Linked DNA regions of Mus musculus: all the other regions are linked to region 6. A link is a contact called in public HiChIP or PLAC-seq and promoter capture Hi-C data. All regions are on one chromosome and are shown on one strand. Each heading gives the region's core, a stretch centred on a gene start, on an enhancer-like site or on the middle of the called end of the contact. The rest is flanking DNA. Distances are from core to core; before and after follow the strand shown. Region 1 overlaps Notch2 (notch 2). Region 2 overlaps Notch2 (notch 2). Region 3 has its middle 2.6 kb from the start of n-TQctg2. Region 4 overlaps Notch2 (notch 2). Region 5 overlaps Notch2 (notch 2). Region 6 holds the start of Sec22b (SEC22 homolog B, vesicle trafficking protein).

Region 1 (2,700 bases), core at 58-2,557, 160 kb after region 6:
AGCAAGTGCTCATAACCACCGAGCCCTCTGCCCAGAACCAAGCATCTTCTTTTTAACACAAGGGAGACTGAGGATCAGAGAGGTAAAGTGATTTGTTCAAGGTAACATGTCCAGCAGCAGAGCCAAGGCTAGGCTGAGGAAAGGGCTGTGGGTCAGCAACTTTACCAGAGAGATCTGGGGCCATCCTGGAGCCCTTGGCCAAACATTGTAAAAACTTTAATATTCATTTAGATAGACAAAAGGTCACAACCGTTGGACACACATGGCTATGTACGTTTGCACACATGTTTTATATGTGACAGACTTGGATTGTGAGTGTTTACCCACACGTGTATACACTTGTGAATGCACCCATGCCCTCAGAGTCTCCCATAGAACCGTCCTGAAGGCTGCTGGGCAGTGCTGAGGAGAGTGTGGGTCCATCTGTAGTGGCTTTGCCCACATCTCTAGTCAGTGAAGCACCTTTCCAGAAATGATGTAGAATGTCTGTGGCATGGACCATGATAGTTCCTGCTGTAGACTGTCTTTGCTTACACTTGTGACCTTGGCCTTGGGCTCCATCTGGAAGCACAGATCAGCCTGGGCCGGTCAGCTCTGGCTTTGCTGTGCTTGCTGCTACTGCCCCACAAGTGTCTCTGCACTTCCCTTTGCCTTCGCTTTGGGCACAGTGGAGTGGTAAGTTCAGCGTGTCTGTTGGATGTTTAGTTTCTGTAGTATGAAAGGCCACAGACCACTATAAAGTCTCAGATAAGTTTTACTCCCAAGAATTGATCTTCCTCCCTCCCCCTGATAGGCAATGACTCTGTTTTTAAGAGGAGTAGTTAGGAACCATAATTATTTTGCAGATGTCTACTGTTTTAGGTATTTATTTATTTATTTATTTAGGTGTTGGCAACCAATCTGGAGTCTTGCTGTTGTCAAATGCTCTACCTCTGAGCTATGCTCCCAGTCTTTGTTTTTCTCTATACAGATGGTGTGGCATTGGGCTGTCTTTCTGAAATTAAGCATACTTCATAATAACTGCTTCTCAAGTGGCCTGGTTTCTATAACCCTGTTTTGTTTTTTGTTTTTGTTTTTGTTTTTGTTTTTTTTTTGTTTGTTTGTTTTGTTTTTCTCCTTCTCTTTCTTTTGCTCTGGTCTTGGGAGTTAAACCTAGGGACTCACACAGGGGACTCGAGGGTTCTACCAGCTGAGCATTATTATCTCTTGCAGAAATGGCCTTATTTGCAGTGAACAAGAGTTCACCTAAACTGTAAGCCTTTTGCCTTTATGATGTCAGTGGTGTCCTGCCCTCGAGCAAGTGTCAGCAAACTTCCTTAAAAATGCTAGATATCACATCTTTTAGGCCAAGAGTCAAGCTGACAGTTCTGTGTCACTTTATGCCCATTTAAAATGCCACCAGTGACAGTTCCTGAGCTGATGATCCAAACATAGATGGTGGAGTGTGCCAGCCCACCTTAGGGCTCAGGAGCCATTGGAAAGCTTCCTGTTTCCCCAGAAGTGCCAGATGCCAGAAAGCCACTGTTTCTGCTGTTTGTTCTTGATTTAATGTGCAATGATGTTCTTGAAGCAGAGGAGCTGAGATCACAACAGTGAACTACCCTTGATCCCTCTGCTGCCCGCTTTTGGTCGATGCCATCTCTGGCTGAGGTGATGTGTGCTAGTTACAGCCAGGGTTTCTACTAAATTAACGAGGAACATCATTCAAAGAAGTGAACACCACTCATTTTTCTTTGGCAATTAATTGTTCTCATTACCATCAAAGTAATAAATGTTAGTTGGTGTAAATGCCATAAAAGTTATCTTTTGTGTGGACAAGTTTTGGGGTTGGGTGTTGTGACAGTGGTGGTTTAATAGTCATGTTTGCTCTTAAGAGCATCTTGAGAGGCTTGCAGGTAAATCTGGCAGAGCTGGTGCTGCCTGGTGTCTGCTTCTGGGCACAGCAATGCAGTGTGAGCCTCTTACATGGGCACTGCAATCAATTTCTGTTGTATGTGACAGTCAGAGGGTTTATGTGCAGCAGATATGCACTCTGAAAGCTGAGTAACACACACACACACACACACACACACACACACACACACACACATATATATTAGGAAAATGTGATTTAAAGAAATCTATTCCATATGGGGTAGGGCAGCTTTGAATAGCCTTGGGTTTATGAAGGTTAAGAGGTAGGTGCTTTGTGTATCAAGAATCTTAATTAGCTTAAAGATCCTTTAGGTAAACAGCTCAACCCAGTGGTTCCCAAACTTCCAGTGTAATTGAAGTCTGGAGCCTTTAAGTTGTAAAGATTATGTGGACCCTTGCATCTTGCCCTTTGGCATCCGTTAAGAATTTGAACAGCTGAATGGCTTCCATATGCTAGTCACTGTGTTTGGCACATAGGGTATAGTAGAGAATAACTCTTGTCTATTAGAGAAGATAAATAATTGTAGTAAAGGTTAATGCACTGTGTCAGATTTATGGGAACATAAAGTGGGGATGTCCCTTCCAAACCTTCTCTTTCCCTTTCTCTCCTCCCTCTTCCCCTTTCTTCTCCTTCCTGTATCTTCCCCTCCTCTCCTTCTTTTGGGGGTGGGGACAGGGTCTTATTGCCTGAGCCTCTCGAGTGTGCTTACAGGCAGCATGAGGCTGCCAGCAGGAAATAACGTTTAGGCAGAGGCTTGGAGGAATTTTAGGGCATGGTTGTGACAG
Region 2 (2,700 bases), core at 6-2,505, 230 kb after region 6:
TTCACTATAGGCATGTACTACCATGCCCGAGTGGTTAATGCCTTTAAATAATGGTATTGGTTAGAACAAGCTACAATTCTAGTGGTAGCTAATTATATATATCAAGTCTCAGATAGCACAATAGTGGTTTTGTTGGGGTTTTTTGTTTGCTGTTTTGGCACTCAGACTTGCACAGGTGTTGGGTTGCTGCCTTTCTTTCTCTGTGCTTTGGGGCTGCAGGCTCCAAGGCAGCCACAGCAAAGGTGGAGAAACTGCATAGGGCTGTGCAGGGGCTTTTACTCAGTGTGGAGGTGACACACATCACGCTCCCAGAGGTGTGTCAGAACCACTCATTACTGTTCTTCCAAGGCCTGTGGAGGCTGAGAACCCAGGAAAGGGCATGCGTTTGTACTGTACCACAGACTACCACATAGACATAGATGCATCCAGTCCCAGAGTGGAACATCTCCTAAGCCAATGAGATTTTTGTCTTTTCTCAATCAATCAATCAATCAATCAATCAATCAACTGATCAATCAATCTCTTTTTCTCTCCCCCTCCTTCTCGTCTATTTCCTCCTCTTCCTCCTCCTTCTTTTTCTTTGTTTTTGTTGTTGTTGTATTGAGACAGAGTTTCTCTGTATATCCCTGGCTTTTCTGGATCTTGTTCTATAGACCAGGCTGGCCTTGAACTCAGGGATCTGCCTGCCTCTTCCTCCTGAGTGCTGGGATTAAAGCCTTGTGCCACTGCTTGGCTCCTAAATACTTCTTTGTGGTAGCTTAGAATAATAATCTAGTATATCTATTGATCTGTTGACTGTTTCTGAGCCAGCTCCTCAGATGTGTCTTCTCGCTGATGTTCCTGCCGTGGTCTTCACCGAGAACTTAGCAGTTAGTCTTACTGATGGTCTCTCACGATACCTGGCTCTCCTTTGCAGTGTTTCCAAGATTGCCTTTTAATGGTCTGTTATAGTGTGGTTCTCTTCCAGTGTGGTCTGTTTGAATGTTTGTTGGATTATATCCTGTGTGCTGATCTTTCCAGGTGCCTGACATAGTGTATATTTGTTCTGACTTTTCCTCTCTGGCCATCCACCCTGTCCACCTGTGACTGCTCCCAGCGACTCTGGAGTTCTCTTACAGTACAGTGAGTTATTCCAGTGCTTGTTCTCAGCACTGTACTCCCAGGCCTTGGATGTTGCCTGCGCATACCTCCTGCTCCCAGTGCATAGGCTAACCTAGAACACTTCTGTCATCCTGTGTTTGCTTCAGGCTAAGAATGAGGTCACGCTCACATGATAAGCTGTGCATCACTGATAGTTCCGTCTACATGGAAGCTTTATGCTTATTTTACTCCTCATGCCAAACACCAAGTATCCTGTGAGACTGGGAGCACGTCCTGGCTTTGTTTGCTTCCACTTTCTGGTTCCCATTTTAATCTAATCTGTGAGTAGATAAGGTGATATGTGCATGTGGACAGGGTAAACATGTCCACATATGCATGGAAAGACATGCAGTAAAGACACACTCCCCACTGTACTCACCCCCAGCACCGCGCCCTCCCTCTCCCCTCACACTGCAGACAGCCTCTTGTGTGTTTCTAGAGGAGTTAAAAGGCTATCTTTCAGAATTGCATTATGTATGTAGGAGCCAAATTCAAAGATAGTTTTACCCCCTCCATTTTTAACTCTAAAGATGTATCAAAGATGCTGTTTTTCTCTTGACCTTTTTACTTAATTGGAATATTTTCATATCAAAATAGGGAACTTCTTCAGTATTTTCTCATAGCTTCAGAATTCCCCTTTATGACAACATTATGTATTGTGCTTAACTGGTCCTCTAGTGATAGACATTGGTGTTTTTTTTTTTAAAGGACACATATAAGTGCACGTTACAGAATGTGTTTTCAGAAATAGAGTCTGCTGGGCCACTATACCGAGGTTAAGTGTCATTTAAGTGGCAATGCTGGCTGCATCCTCTCTATGTAATTCATCATCTAGCATATTTACAAGTTCCTGTTTTCCCACTGGGATTTATCCCTTCCTCCTTTCTGTAGATGCTGTCTGTCCTTACTATGTGCAGAAGTTGTTTGTCTTTGCTGTGTGATGTGGATATTTTCCTGATGTACTGGGGTTGCAATCTTTCAGACGTCTTATTCTGAGGTCGGAATCTTTCAGATGTCTCTGGGGATTTTTTACATGCAGATTATTTCTAATCATATTGAATTTATCCATCTTTTTTATGGCTGCTTGCATCTGAGTGGTAGTTGATTTTATCCTCCATGCTTCAAGATTTATAAAGACATTCTTCTGTGTTTTTATCCTGGACTAGAATCCTGAAGTGGCTTTCCCATGTGACTGGATGGTTGATGTTTTCTACAATGACTTGAGATGGAACTTTGATCAAATTCTAAGCTCCGGTGTGCATTTGGGCTGTTGTTCTGTCCGTCGATTCACAACAAACTTTTAACCATGAAGGACTCTTTTTCATGCTCTCCTGGCTGTGATTTGGTTTTTCTATATCATTTTTTAGTCAGTTTGCCATTAAAAAGTATTGCTGATATCTTTTTGAGATCATATTACCTTCATATATAATACAGTGAGCATGCCTTTTCATGGAGTCGCATAATCAGATAATGTATGTCTTCCATCTGTCCACGTCTCCTCTGTCTGTCCTTCAGAGCACTTGCCTGCAAGGCCACACAGCTTGCTCTGATGCTCTCAGC
Region 3 (2,700 bases), core at 96-2,595, 220 kb before region 6:
CCGTCCCCTATGGAATCTGACCCGGGGGCCCAGATCTGAAGTAATGATACAGGCCAACTCCTCCTGAGACAAAAAAAAAAAAAAAAAAAAAAAAAGAGAGAGAGAGAACTCTCCAGAAGTTTCTGGAGCCCCTTACTTGCCCACAAGATACCTTAGGATACTGGTAGAAAAGTGTAGCCAATAGTTAGGGAAGATTTTGCATAATCCTCTGTTACAGGGTTTGGGGGACACCCTGCTCCAGAACAGACATTTCCGTTCTAGTTTGCTTTTCTGTTGTTGGGATAAAATATTCTGACCAATAGACTCTGGACATATCAAGAGTGACATTGTGTGTGCATTATTTTATGTGAGTCCCACCACTCAACAAGGTAGATATTTCCATTGTTTCCATTTAACAGAGTAGAAAGTGAAGCCTAAAAATGGGAATGGGTGGGTAGGGAAGTGGGGGGGAGGGTATGGGGGACTTTTGGGATAGCATTGGAAATGTAATTGAGGAAAATATGTAATAAAAAATATTTTAAAAAAAAGAAAGTGAAGCCTAAAGCAGTTAACTTGCCTGAGCCAAGAAGTCGCTTTGATTGATTAACAGATCTGTCCTTACTTGTCACATTCTAGAGCTGTTCACGGACGTAGGAGAGAGTTTATTTCGTTTCATAGATCATCGAGGGAAGTCAAGACATCCCTCGACTTAAGGCAGGCACTTGAAGTAGAAACTGTGGAGAAAAGCTTACTTTCTGGCTTGCTCACCTTTTCTGGTTCTTTTTTATTCAGCCCAAGCATACATAACTAAGGTATGAACCGTCATCCACAGTGAGCTGGACCCGCCTACATCAATTAGCAATCAAGAAAATTATCCACAGACATGCCCACGCACAATCCCATGTAGGCATCTTCCCAAATGGGGCTCTGCCTTCCTTGACACACTGTCAAGTTGACCACCAAGATTAGCCGTCGCAGGAGGACACTTGAAATAAGCGTGCTGGAGTCTGGAATAAGAGAGCCCTTTTCACTCCCACGGTCTGCATTCCACAAGTATAAACAACACAGTCACTTCACCAATATAATGAACACTGTAACACACGCCTGCTATGTTCTGCAAAGATGTACTGGCCAGCAACTTTCTCCATGGCGCTCTCCTGAGAACGGCATTTCACAGTAAGAGTCAGCAGCTTTGGTTTCCACTAAAGGAAAAGGCCACACTGAAATTTGAACACGGATCGCTGGACCCAGAGTCTAACATCTGCACCTTTACACCACGGAATCACAGCCCTGAGTAGCTTCTGATTGGCTGTAGATATGCAAATCCACCCCTCACCCCACCTCACCCCCGCCCTCAAGAATTTCCTCCCCAAGCACTTATCCTTGTCAGACTGGATCCAAGCAGGAGTTGTCAGATGCGGGGCTCACGCCCTCCTCCTCGTTGTCAGCATTCCTTTTATGCTCCGCCCCACAATTACCTGGCAACAGCCAGGTTCGCCTGACTCAGTATAAAAGGGGCTGCTTGCCTCTTCCTCATTCTCCACTCTCTTACCCTCTTACTCTTTTCCTTCTCAGTCCCTTCTCTCCCCATTCCCCTCCCCCCTCCCTCTCCACTGTCTCTACCCCCTCAACTCTCCTCCCCGAGGCCTAAATAAGCTCACCGAAGGGAGAAGGGGTGTCTCAGCATAGGCCCGCAGAGACATCCCCTTCCAACTCACCATACCTCGCGCTCTACCAAACATGTTCCTGGCTCTTTCTTTTTATAAAACACAACACTCACTGACTGTTCTTGTTTGTCCTTCCCAGAATGAGAACAAATACTTTTTTGGGTACGGGCGCAAAGAAGGGCGTTTTAGGCTGGTCACAAGGCCCCAACCCTTCACGTTGCTGGAGCTTTCTGTTCTGATGTAAGATTCCAGCCCCAAGTATGCCTTGCTTTTTCTTTGTAGTTGTCCACTTCCTACCCTCAAATGGCCGCTGGTGATTTTCGGTGCAGGATTTGGACTTTACTGGATTCCAATCTCCTCTATCCCCACCCCCGCCCACTAGTCCTTTTCGAGTCTTTTATCTCTGCTTCCACGTGCTTTCCTTTCTGCCATCCCCTTGTAACATTCTCCAGTGCTTCGGGTCCAGCCTCTGTCCTCCTTGACATACTTTCTTTTTGTGACAGTCCGTGTGGTGAGGTGGGGTGATAGTCAACGTAGAAAGGGCTATGGGAGAAGATGGGGAAGAATGTGTGTTCTCTTGGCCCTACCTTTTGGGTGAACCCCAAACAGGCAATGTTCTGCCAAGGAAGGCAAAATCAACTTCCTTCCTTCCTTCCTTCCTTCCTTCCTTCCTTCCTTCCTTCCTTCCTTCCTTCCTTCCTCCCTCCCTCCCTCCCTCCCTCCCTCCCTCCCTCCCTCCCTCCCTCCCTCCCTCTCTTTCTTTCTTTCTTTCTTTCTTTCTTTCTTTCTAGATTTATTTAATGTATATGAGTACACTGTAGCCCTCTTCAGACACACCAGAAGAGGGCATCAGATCCCATTACAAATGGTTGTGAGTCACCATGTAGTTGCTAGGAATTGAAGTCAAGACCTCTGGAAGAGCAGTCAGTGCTCCCATCTCTCCAGCCCCAAAATCAACTCTTAAAATTTTAAGAATTTCACAACCACAGAGATCTTCTCTGCCCTTGGAGTCCCTGAGGAAAGGGAATGGGTGCCTACTGGCAGACAGTTGGGG
Region 4 (2,700 bases), core at 77-2,576, 210 kb after region 6:
GCTCATCCTGGACTTAAGGAAGTCGGCCTATGGAGGGGGCAGAGGCAGGGGAGTGGGGAGCTGCCCTGATTTCATTGTGTTACTTCAAATCCATTTCTTCAAACTTGTCAAAGGTCCTGGTCTTCATCCAGGGCCTCACACATGCCAAGTTTGAAAACAAAGTCCTTTTTGAATTGCTCAAGCATACGAAAAACATCCCATGCCTTCACAGCTGAGAATGTGGGTCCCCTCCCCACATTTAGATAACTCCCTCAAAGGACTGAATAGGGCTTTGTGAAACCTTCCAAAAGCAATTTGCTTCCGGGCTGGTCCCCAGACATGAGAAATTGCAGTACGAAGGAAAAGTGAGAGATTTACAAGCAGTTGAATAGGGGCCTTTAGAATGGAGGGGCTGTGTTAGGCTTGCTGTCTCCCTCATTGTAACAAACACGCTGGAAACCTGGCGAGTGGTGGGTTGGCAAGAACTTATTTTCCTCTGGGATTATATCCTTGTGCCAGAGTGTATCAGGTATACTTTCCTTCAGGGACAGAGGCAAGAAGTTAATATTCATGGTTTGCAGCAGGCAGCATGCAGAGAGAGGCCAGACCCATTGCTGCAGCTGTTTGAAGAGTTAGAGCAAAGAGCTGCAGGCAACATACAGACTTGCTGGTCTGTGTTCAGTAGAAAGGAGCTGGCAGGTGCTGCCGGCCTGGCTGGAAAGTCCATTTAGGGGACAGTGTGGATAGACTGTCACGGAGTCACGATTTCTGATCGATCCAGGTATCATGCAGTCTCTGTTGGTAGTTTGATGTTTGGAAGGAAGGAATCATCATAGCTTGCTCACCGTTCCTGTGGTTTCCACTGTCTGGGTGCTCAAAGGGAGAGACACGCTCACTGTTAGGGTCTTCTCTCATCTGTCCTTTATAATGATAAACTCTTGGAATAATTAGTTCTCTTGAGTTTCAAGTCACCTAAAATGGCTTGATCTAGCATAAGGAAGAGAAAACAGAAAAGCAGCCAATTCAGCAACAGCATAGAAGTCTCCTCGGGCTCTAAGAAACAGTAGAACCCCAGACCTTGTCAGAGGAGAGCTGCAGACCTGAGGCCCCAGAGGGCTGCTCTGCCAGTGTAGACGCTTGTGGGCAGCTCAGCTGAACCAGGACCTCAGGGTCTGGAGCTGTACTGGCATGCTAGGACTTCATGGACTGGGGGCCGGAGGCTAAAAGGCCCACCCCTGCATACAGGAATATGGAAGCTTGTCTCTCATTAATGGTCATTGTGGTTAGCCTCAGCGACATAGGAGGGCTGCATGACATTCTGGAGCTAGCATAGAGGTGGTAATTATTAACAAATGTCTGATCACTTACAGATAGGACGGTTGGTGAGTGACTCAAATGGTGACATTTGGTCTAGGAGCTTTATCTGTATTCTTACATGAGATTTTACTTTTACACTTTTTATACCACAAAACAGTCTATGGACCCCACATAGCTTGCTTAGATGCACTTTAATGATTGCAGTATGTTTTCTTGTTTTGTTTGTTTTGTTTTAGTTAAAATGGGATTCTAGAACGGTAGGCTGCCGCTGTTTCAGTTCATGGTTCAGGCCATGGCTGCTCCTCCTGGCTGTGATGCTCTCTCAACCTGAGGGCTGAGAGTTAACAAGTTACACAGTGACAGATTTTATTGTCCTCACCAAAGCCATGAAGCGGGCATGTGTTTGTTTGGCTGTGGGTATGTAGATATGTGTCCATCTGGTTGGGGCCTGCAGCCTGGATCCTGGCAGAGATGCTGACAGTTTTGCCTATATTGCCTTTGTACCGTTTCCATGACAACAGAGTAGAAGGGACAAATCATGGCTAAGTATGAGTAATCCAGTCCTCTTGGCTTCTCAGTTCTGGCTTCTGTGGACTGTACTTGGCGATGCGTCGCTTTGTTCTGATCGGATGGCCTGGATCCCCTACAGACTTCTGACTGAGTAGCACCACAGGCGGAAGTGCTGACATTCCTGTGGTAACACAGAATCATTTCTCTGGGTCTCTTTACAGGCCTTAATTGTGAAATTAATTTTGATGACTGTGCCAGCAACCCTTGTATGCACGGAGTCTGTGTGGACGGCATCAATCGCTACAGCTGTGTGTGCTCTCCGGGATTCACAGGTAACACTCCTTGTCTTTGGAGGGGGCCTCCTTTAGCCCCATCAAGCTGGGAAAGGGGTCCCTCAGTGAAAATCACTTTTTCACCTGTTTCCTGTTTCTCATCGTCTCTGGAAGGTTTGCAGTCTGCTCTGTACTTCTCTTTCTGTTCCAGACCTTCCTAAGTGGAAACACAGCCTTTCCTTTAGCGTTTCAGGCCACGCGTGTCTTGCTCCCTGAGACTTCCTAGCAGATGGTAACTTTCCATCCCCGTGCTTGGGTTAATGCCTGCAAAGCCACCTTTGCTTCCCCACAGGCAGAGGCCAGTGCCTTCTGTAAGGCTGTGTCCAAGGTAAACGTGCATGGAAACACTGGCTGCTCACCCTGGGGTCTCGCCTCTCCCGGGAGCCTGTTTGGGGAGGGCATAACTTGAGGAGACCACCACATAGTTTGTCTACAGTGAGCAAGATCTTTTTGCCCATGAAAAGAAAGTAGATTAGAATTATTCTGCATTGTGACTCTTCCTTAGGTATGAACCTCTAGAGAGTTTGCACATGTGCCCATAGGTGAAGTATAATCCACACAT
Region 5 (2,700 bases), core at 30-2,529, 180 kb after region 6:
CTTAATGTGCTAATTGCATATTTTCTATTAGCGGTATAACCTATTGAGTATCCTTCTTATTAGATGATGATGATGCACAATGCATACCTAAAAGAATTAAATTATCTGCCCTTGGTAAATAAATCGTGATTGGGTTCATGTTTTAATCTAGATTTATTGAGTTTCAAATCTGTGGTCTCTTTTTTTCTGTATCAAGAGGGCTCTGTGAGGTGGCCTTTTATTTTTTATCTTTTACGGATAAAGACCATTGAAGTGCCTTTAATGCTCAAAAATTCAATTTCTGATTTCATTATTCTAGGATTTCATGATTTGTTTTCCCTTCTTGGGAACCTCACCGGTGACTCTGAGGTTAGGAGTTCACACCGCGTGAAGGGTTCATTGCCAGTGCGCTGCCTCTTGCCTGTACCTAAGAGCCTGCTGCAACTGATCATAACCCCCCTCGGCTCCCAGCTGTAGTTGAAGTCTGCGCTGCTTGGCCTGCGTTTGATAGGCAAAGAGGGCTGTACGGGACTAGTGGGAGAGGAGAGGAGGTTTCTAGCCTGCCCCAGGAGAGTGGCAGAGGTTACTTGGTAGAAGGAACCGGCATGGGTTTGCACATCCATGGGGAAATCGGGAGGTTGCCTCGTCCTTCGTGAGGACAGCAGGACAGTTTTGCTCCATAAGTGGGTTAGCAGGAAACACCACCCTTCTCGGCTCTAGACCTCCAGGTGAATAGAAGCATCTCCAGTTCGGTTCATCGTTGATTTGCAGTGAAGAGTTTCTTTTTCTTGGGCTTTGTTTATGGCCTGTTATACCCCGTGTATGTTACGTACTCTGTGGGGGTCTTGACAATCAGGGTGCAGCAGTAGGTCTTGTAGCCTTTGTGTTTCTTCAGCAGCATCAGTTATGATGAACACTCTGGAGCAATTTGTTATGATAGCTGCTAGTCATGTGCCTGAGAGAGTCTGACGTGTGACATGTCTGAATTCAGGGGTGTTGTAAGTGCTGCACAATACCTGATTTCTGAGGAGGTTGATAGGAAAAGGTTAAATATTCCATTTGGGAATGTTTAGAGATTAAGTCTCACAGTTACAGTGTTTTAGATGTATTGAGTTTGAAGGGTTAATTTCACTTTTTTTTTTAAAGTGGCTGTTAGGAGTTTTAGAAGCACCCGTGTGCATCTCTGTTGTTTCTGTGTGAGAGGTGCTGCTACAGCTTCAGGGGCTGTGCAGAGCTGGCTGCTGCTGGCCCCTCGGCTTAGGGCAGAGCAACTCTGCCTCTGGGTACTCCATGGTGAGCAAGCCAGCCTCCTTCTGACCTTGTTTGGCGGTAGCTCCTCCCCAGGGGCTGGGTGGGGCTGTTGTAGCTCAGTACAGAGCTTTTCATCTTCAGTCACTAGTGAGGGTTTTCCCAAGTCTACAGGCCCCCAGAACTAGGCAGCTCTGCTCACGTGTGTTGGGGGTGGGTTGACTGATGGAGAAAGTGAATATGCAGATATTCCTTAGGCAGGAAAGTACAGAGGGTTGGTGCAGGCTCAGCACAGTTGCATTTATTATGCAGCCGTTGTTGGACTCCTGCCTTCTTATCAGGATAGCTCTACTCTGGCAAATGTCCACGGAAGGGAAGAACTTTAAAAAGCCCCAAATTTATGAGGGCAGTGTAGATTAATGTTTTGTCTACATAGATGGTTATTTGAATTTTCTTCTTAAAGGTTCATTTCCTTCAGAATTAAAGTTGACTCTAAGCTCAACTCACAAATTCCTCTGTGTGGCTGCTTTTGGTTTTGAGTTCATTCCCAGGGCAGATGTGATTGATTTTCCTGCTCTCATTATTAATCCAGAAATGTAATTTCAACTTGGGCTTGGAACACTGCTTTGGGACACGAAGCAGAGGCAAGCAATGAAAGTTAGGTAAATTTGAGTCAATCAAGTGGACCACATCTTCTCTTCACTCTCCTATATAATAAAGGCAGTGAGCCTTCAGTGGGGGTTAGGATTGCTCTTGCTCTGGTTTCAGAAAGAACATCTGGCCTGAATTTGAGTGCTTGTGCCAGAGGTGGGCCGCGAGCTCCAGGGTTTTCGAGCAGAGTCTGTGTGCTGGAGTTTGGATGCTGAGTGAGGTGGTTCTGCTTTGGTCACTCTGATTGGTGAGTTGCCCTGGAAACACTCACCACCCTGTGTGTGTGTGTGTGTGTGTGTGTGTGTGTGTGTGTGTGAAGACTATAGGGATGGAGCGGGAACATATCTTAGGCTGAGACACTCTGTCTGAGAAGATGGGAAAACACTCCTCACACTTCACCTTCTTTGTTCACCGGTTGTTACAACTTGACCTCCAGCCCACCTTCTGGAATGCTGCCTTCCCACCCCCAGTTTTGGTTTCCTGTCAGTTGACAGATCACCCGGGTGATCACCTGAAGCATCCACATCCTAGAGGCCCCTTTACAGCTGATAGGAAGCCATGTGGGTGGAAACAGCTGCGAAGGCATGGGCTAGACCAGGAAGGCCTCCTGCCCGTGGTTCCTTATTCATATCTAGCTTGGGCCTCACTATAGGCCAGCAGTGTATTCCAGGTTTTTAAGCCCTTACGGAATGACAGTGAGGAAACTCAGAAGCAGACACCTACTGAACAACTCACAGTCCAGGGCGCTCTGTGAGTCTATAAAGAGCACAAAGCTAAGACAAGTCCTACCTTGTAAGTTTTGTCAAAAGAAGATGCAACCCT
Region 6 (2,700 bases), core at 135-2,634:
CAGAGCTGCATAGCAAGACACTGTCTGGAGGGGGGAATTATATATGAAAGAGGAGAGATAATATGAGAGAATGCTTATTAATCAGTAGCTAGAGCTGAACTTGAGCTCAAAGCCTGTTTACATCACTTCTAACTACATGACCTGCTTGGAAAAATCTTTGCAGTCTTCCCCAAGTATAAAGTGAGAGCCTTCAGCTAACAAATTTCACAGAGTTGTTTAGTTAAATGTTCAGATAATCATAAGACACTAAGTATTTAGCAAAGAATAGTTATTACTAATGTAATAAGTATATTTGTATAATTCCTTTCTTTCTTTCTTCCTTTCTTTCTCTCTCTCTCTCTCTCTCTCTCTCTCTCTCTCTCTCTCTCTCCCTCCCTCCCTCCCTCCCTTCCTTCCTTCCTTCCTTTTCTAAGTTTACAAAACCCCTGTACCTCCACGTTCTTCTCATTTAATATTTACAAAAACCCTCTTGAGGCCAAGAATATCCCTATCTCATTGATGAGGACACCAAAGAAGAGAGAGATGAGAACTCTTCCTTAACGGTGATTATCTAGAGGTTGCTTCAAAAGCAAGTGAAAACCAAATTACTGGAAAGCCTGGTAAGATTCCCCTTTCTATACCATGATAGAGGCAGCCAAGAACCTAGATTTGGGGAGGCTAATGATGTATGTGATCCCCCTGTACTTCTTCATTTATTAATATATGCATATATATACATATATATATGAATAAATATATATAATACTAAATATTGCTGATCTCTTTTTAAAAGTTTCATGTGTGGGGGTGGCTTACTTCCGCTCCTGCCTGTGCAGCACGTGCATGGAAAGGTTGGAGAGGCCAGAAGAAGGTGTCAGATTCCCCTGGAACTGGAGTTACTGATGGTTGTAAACCAGCATGCGGGTGCTGAGTTGAACTCCGGTCCTCTGAAAGAACAGCCAGAGTTCTTGATCCCTGGGGCGGTCTCTCCAGCTCCTATTTGCCAATCTCTTACCACAAACTGTTTAAGAACTTTGTGACAGTATAAACACCCAGGCCAGAAAAACCCTCAAGAAACGAATCTCTGCTGAGACATACACAGATTATAAAATATTATACATAAAATGCTCTGTAAAAAAAATCTGAAAATACATAGCTTTACAGTTGCTTCATACTCCATTCGTCTAAAAAGTTCGCTCTCAGTCACCTTTCAAGCCCTACTAAGCTTGAGCGCCACTCCTCTTGCAGAGACACCACTTAGTGGAAACAAAAATTCACAAATGTGGGCGGGACTTGGTCGGAGGAATGACTGCGGAACTAAAGTTCCCGGTGGTTGTGGTTCTCGGTGGGAAGCCAATTGAAAGGACCGGTAGTGGAAAGCTCTGAAGTCGTTTCCGGCCACCTCAGCGGGAAGCGGAGACGCCAGCGGCTAGCTGTTGGGGACCTCAGCCGGAGGTGTAACTGGCCGCCGCCGGAGAAGAAGGGACAGTGACTGAGGCGGCCTGGTCTCCGTAGCCAGGGAAGATGGTGCTGCTGACGATGATCGCCCGTGTGGCGGACGGCCTTCCGCTGGCCGCCTCGATGCAGGAGGACGAGCAGGTAAGCTGCTGCCGGAGCCCCGAGCTCGCCCTGCTCCCGGCTAGTGAGACCCTAGCGACCTCACAGACTCCTTCCCCCTCTTCTCGAGAGCTCTTTTACCGTTTGCTCGTGAAAAGACTACCTGTGAGAAGAAATCCTTGTGGAAGGAGTTAGAGTTATGGTGGTAACTGTTCCTCTCTACACAGAAGCCCCGGAGAAAGCTTATCCAGGTTTAATTTGATCACCCAGTTTGTGATGACTTTTTAGGGACCTTCTTAGAATTTAGGACTTTTCTTTTGGGCTGCTGTTAAGGCTGCTGACTAATATATCTGGGGAAGACCAACCCTTGGTTTCTTCACCTCGCTTTCCTGTAGCTCTTGATCCTTGACCTAGCTCGATGACATATTTTGATAGAGGATGAGGTAATATTGCCACTTACAAAGTTGTCAAGGTTCAGTAAAGTGCCTACTTTCACGGCTATGCCTGATTTTCTCCTGCTCTCATAAAGTATATTATTCAGATGAGCCCAAGAATATGATCCGGACAAAGGAGATTGGGGGCTGGGAGTCTTAGAGAACACTTCCTTTGAAAAATATTTTCCCCGTGAGGGGTATCAGTGGGGTAGAGATGGGCAGAATCTGATCAGTTGCACTGAAGTCTAATGGAGGAGAGGGACCAAAGTGGGTCTGAAATGCTACTCAATATCAGTGGGCCCCTACTCTCTGCTTTGAAATTTTTCTGAAAAAAATTCATGGATTCTTTCTTAATTTTAAACTTGGTATTTATTTGATATTGGTCTGCCAATATTGGTTTGTTTCATTGATGAGAAGTTCTCCACAGAAGTGTTTTGTTTTGTTTTTCTGGTTGTGATTTATCATTTCCCTTTATTAATTTTGATTTTAAATAATAAGCCTTTCTGAACCTTCAATGTCTGCAGAAGCATCGGTCTCAGACTCTTGTTTTACCATCATGATAGTAGACAGAACGTCACACACAGCCTCATATAGAACAGCACTGTCCTGAGAGTGCTAGGGGTGCTATTTCTCTGGCCCTCCTCATACCACCCATGTCAGAGTGTGTGCTCTTATTGCCCTTCACAGGGGCTCTTAGGCTTAAAGTCACACTGCTAACAAGTAGGGTAAT

The links. Promoter capture Hi-C pulls out the DNA fragments that hold promoters and counts their contacts. HiChIP or PLAC-seq counts read pairs in DNA pulled down with a chosen protein or histone mark.
Region 1: an H3K4me3 HiChIP or PLAC-seq map of bone marrow-derived macrophages shows a contact between it and region 6, with 2.8 times the contacts expected there. The contact joins the enhancer-like site here to the promoter of Sec22b in region 6. A contact is called at or near these places in 3 of 39 promoter capture datasets (3T3-L1-derived adipocytes, hematopoietic stem and progenitor cells and liver), 1 of 484 Hi-C or Micro-C datasets (bone marrow-derived macrophages), 5 of 115 datasets of contacts at active chromatin or transcription factors (the SCID.adh cell line, bone marrow-derived macrophages, effector CD8 T cells and 2 more) and 3 of 9 other capture datasets (adipose tissue, liver and pancreatic islet).
Region 2: an H3K4me3 HiChIP or PLAC-seq map of bone marrow-derived macrophages shows a contact between it and region 6, with 4 times the contacts expected there. The contact joins the enhancer-like site here to the promoter of Sec22b in region 6. A contact is called at or near these places in 26 of 39 promoter capture datasets (the 3T3-L1 cell line, 3T3-L1-derived adipocytes, the C10 cell line and 17 more), 1 of 15 datasets of contacts at CTCF or cohesin (large pre-B cells), 11 of 484 Hi-C or Micro-C datasets (B cells, CD8 central memory T cells, bone marrow-derived macrophages and 7 more), 9 of 115 datasets of contacts at active chromatin or transcription factors (the NIH/3T3 cell line, the SCID.adh cell line, bone marrow-derived macrophages and 5 more) and 3 of 9 other capture datasets (adipose tissue, liver and macrophages).
Region 3: a contact with region 6 is called in an H3K27ac HiChIP or PLAC-seq map of trophoblast stem cells, with 25 read pairs. The contact joins the enhancer-like site here to the promoter of Sec22b in region 6. A contact is called at or near these places in 20 of 39 promoter capture datasets (the 3T3-L1 cell line, the C10 cell line, the HPC-7 cell line and 15 more), 2 of 15 datasets of contacts at CTCF or cohesin (CD8 T cells and embryonic stem cells), 26 of 484 Hi-C or Micro-C datasets (the AML12 cell line, B cells, CD4 T cells and 18 more), 34 of 115 datasets of contacts at active chromatin or transcription factors (CD8 T cells, the SCID.adh cell line, acute myeloid leukemia and 24 more) and 5 of 9 other capture datasets (adipose tissue, embryonic stem cells, liver and 2 more).
Region 4: a promoter capture Hi-C map of liver shows a contact between it and region 6. The contact joins the enhancer-like site here to the promoter of Sec22b in region 6. A contact is called at or near these places in 17 of 39 promoter capture datasets (the 3T3-L1 cell line, the C10 cell line, the HPC-7 cell line and 12 more), 1 of 15 datasets of contacts at CTCF or cohesin (the NIH/3T3 cell line), 9 of 484 Hi-C or Micro-C datasets (CD8 central memory T cells, LSK cells, Th2 cells and 6 more), 12 of 115 datasets of contacts at active chromatin or transcription factors (the NIH/3T3 cell line, bone marrow-derived macrophages, double positive thymocytes and 7 more) and 4 of 9 other capture datasets (adipose tissue, embryonic stem cells, liver and 1 more).
Region 5: a promoter capture Hi-C map of liver shows a contact between it and region 6. The contact joins the enhancer-like site here to the promoter of Sec22b in region 6. A contact is called at or near these places in 9 of 39 promoter capture datasets (the C10 cell line, the HPC-7 cell line, HPC-7-derived erythroid cells and 5 more), 2 of 484 Hi-C or Micro-C datasets (CD8 T cells and bone marrow-derived macrophages), 4 of 115 datasets of contacts at active chromatin or transcription factors (bone marrow-derived macrophages, double positive thymocytes, embryonic limb bud and 1 more) and 4 of 9 other capture datasets (adipose tissue, embryonic stem cells, liver and 1 more).

Annotation. Positions count from the first base shown.
Region 1 is chr3:98,058,729-98,061,428 of GRCm38.p6, forward strand. The region is part of intron 2 of Notch2 (notch 2); the gene reads left to right. Among named protein-coding and RNA genes, the nearest start is that of Gm40103, 34 kb to the left of the region's middle. Within about 2 kb of position 1,308, at least 35 of the 459 cell types and tissues checked have an H3K27ac peak or open chromatin away from gene starts, as enhancers often do. A contact at or near this core is called in bone marrow-derived macrophages and hematopoietic stem and progenitor cells, where this site is marked.
Region 2 is chr3:98,127,741-98,130,440 of GRCm38.p6, forward strand. All of the region lies in intron 22 of Notch2 (notch 2), which reads left to right. Among named protein-coding and RNA genes, the nearest start is that of Adam30, 32 kb to the right of the region's middle. Within about 2 kb of position 1,256, at least 6 of the 459 cell types and tissues checked have an H3K27ac peak or open chromatin away from gene starts, as enhancers often do. A contact at or near this core is called in bone marrow-derived macrophages, where this site is marked.
Region 3 is chr3:97,682,681-97,685,380 of GRCm38.p6, forward strand. No RefSeq gene overlaps it. Among named protein-coding and RNA genes, the nearest start is that of n-TQctg2, 2.6 kb to the left of the region's middle. Within about 2 kb of position 1,346, at least 39 of the 459 cell types and tissues checked have an H3K27ac peak or open chromatin away from gene starts, as enhancers often do. A contact at or near this core is called in craniofacial prominence, differentiating embryonic stem cells, epiblast stem cells and 2 more, where this site is marked.
Region 4 is chr3:98,105,020-98,107,719 of GRCm38.p6, forward strand. It overlaps Notch2 (notch 2), which reads left to right. Exons shown (of 34, transcript NM_010928.2): 12 at 2,028-2,138. Among named protein-coding and RNA genes, the nearest start is that of Adam30, 54 kb to the right of the region's middle. Within about 2 kb of position 1,327, at least 116 of the 459 cell types and tissues checked have an H3K27ac peak or open chromatin away from gene starts, as enhancers often do. A contact at or near this core is called in adipose tissue, liver, muscle stem cells and 3 more, where this site is marked.
Region 5 is chr3:98,084,637-98,087,336 of GRCm38.p6, forward strand. The region is part of intron 5 of Notch2 (notch 2); the gene reads left to right. Among named protein-coding and RNA genes, the nearest start is that of Gm40103, 60 kb to the left of the region's middle. Within about 2 kb of position 1,280, at least 102 of the 459 cell types and tissues checked have an H3K27ac peak or open chromatin away from gene starts, as enhancers often do. A contact at or near this core is called in CD8 T cells, the HPC-7 cell line, adipose tissue and 5 more, where this site is marked.
Region 6 is chr3:97,899,843-97,902,542 of GRCm38.p6, forward strand. It overlaps Sec22b (SEC22 homolog B, vesicle trafficking protein), which reads left to right and starts at 1,385. Exons shown (of 5, transcript NM_011342.4): 1 at 1,385-1,578. The coding sequence starts at 1,504.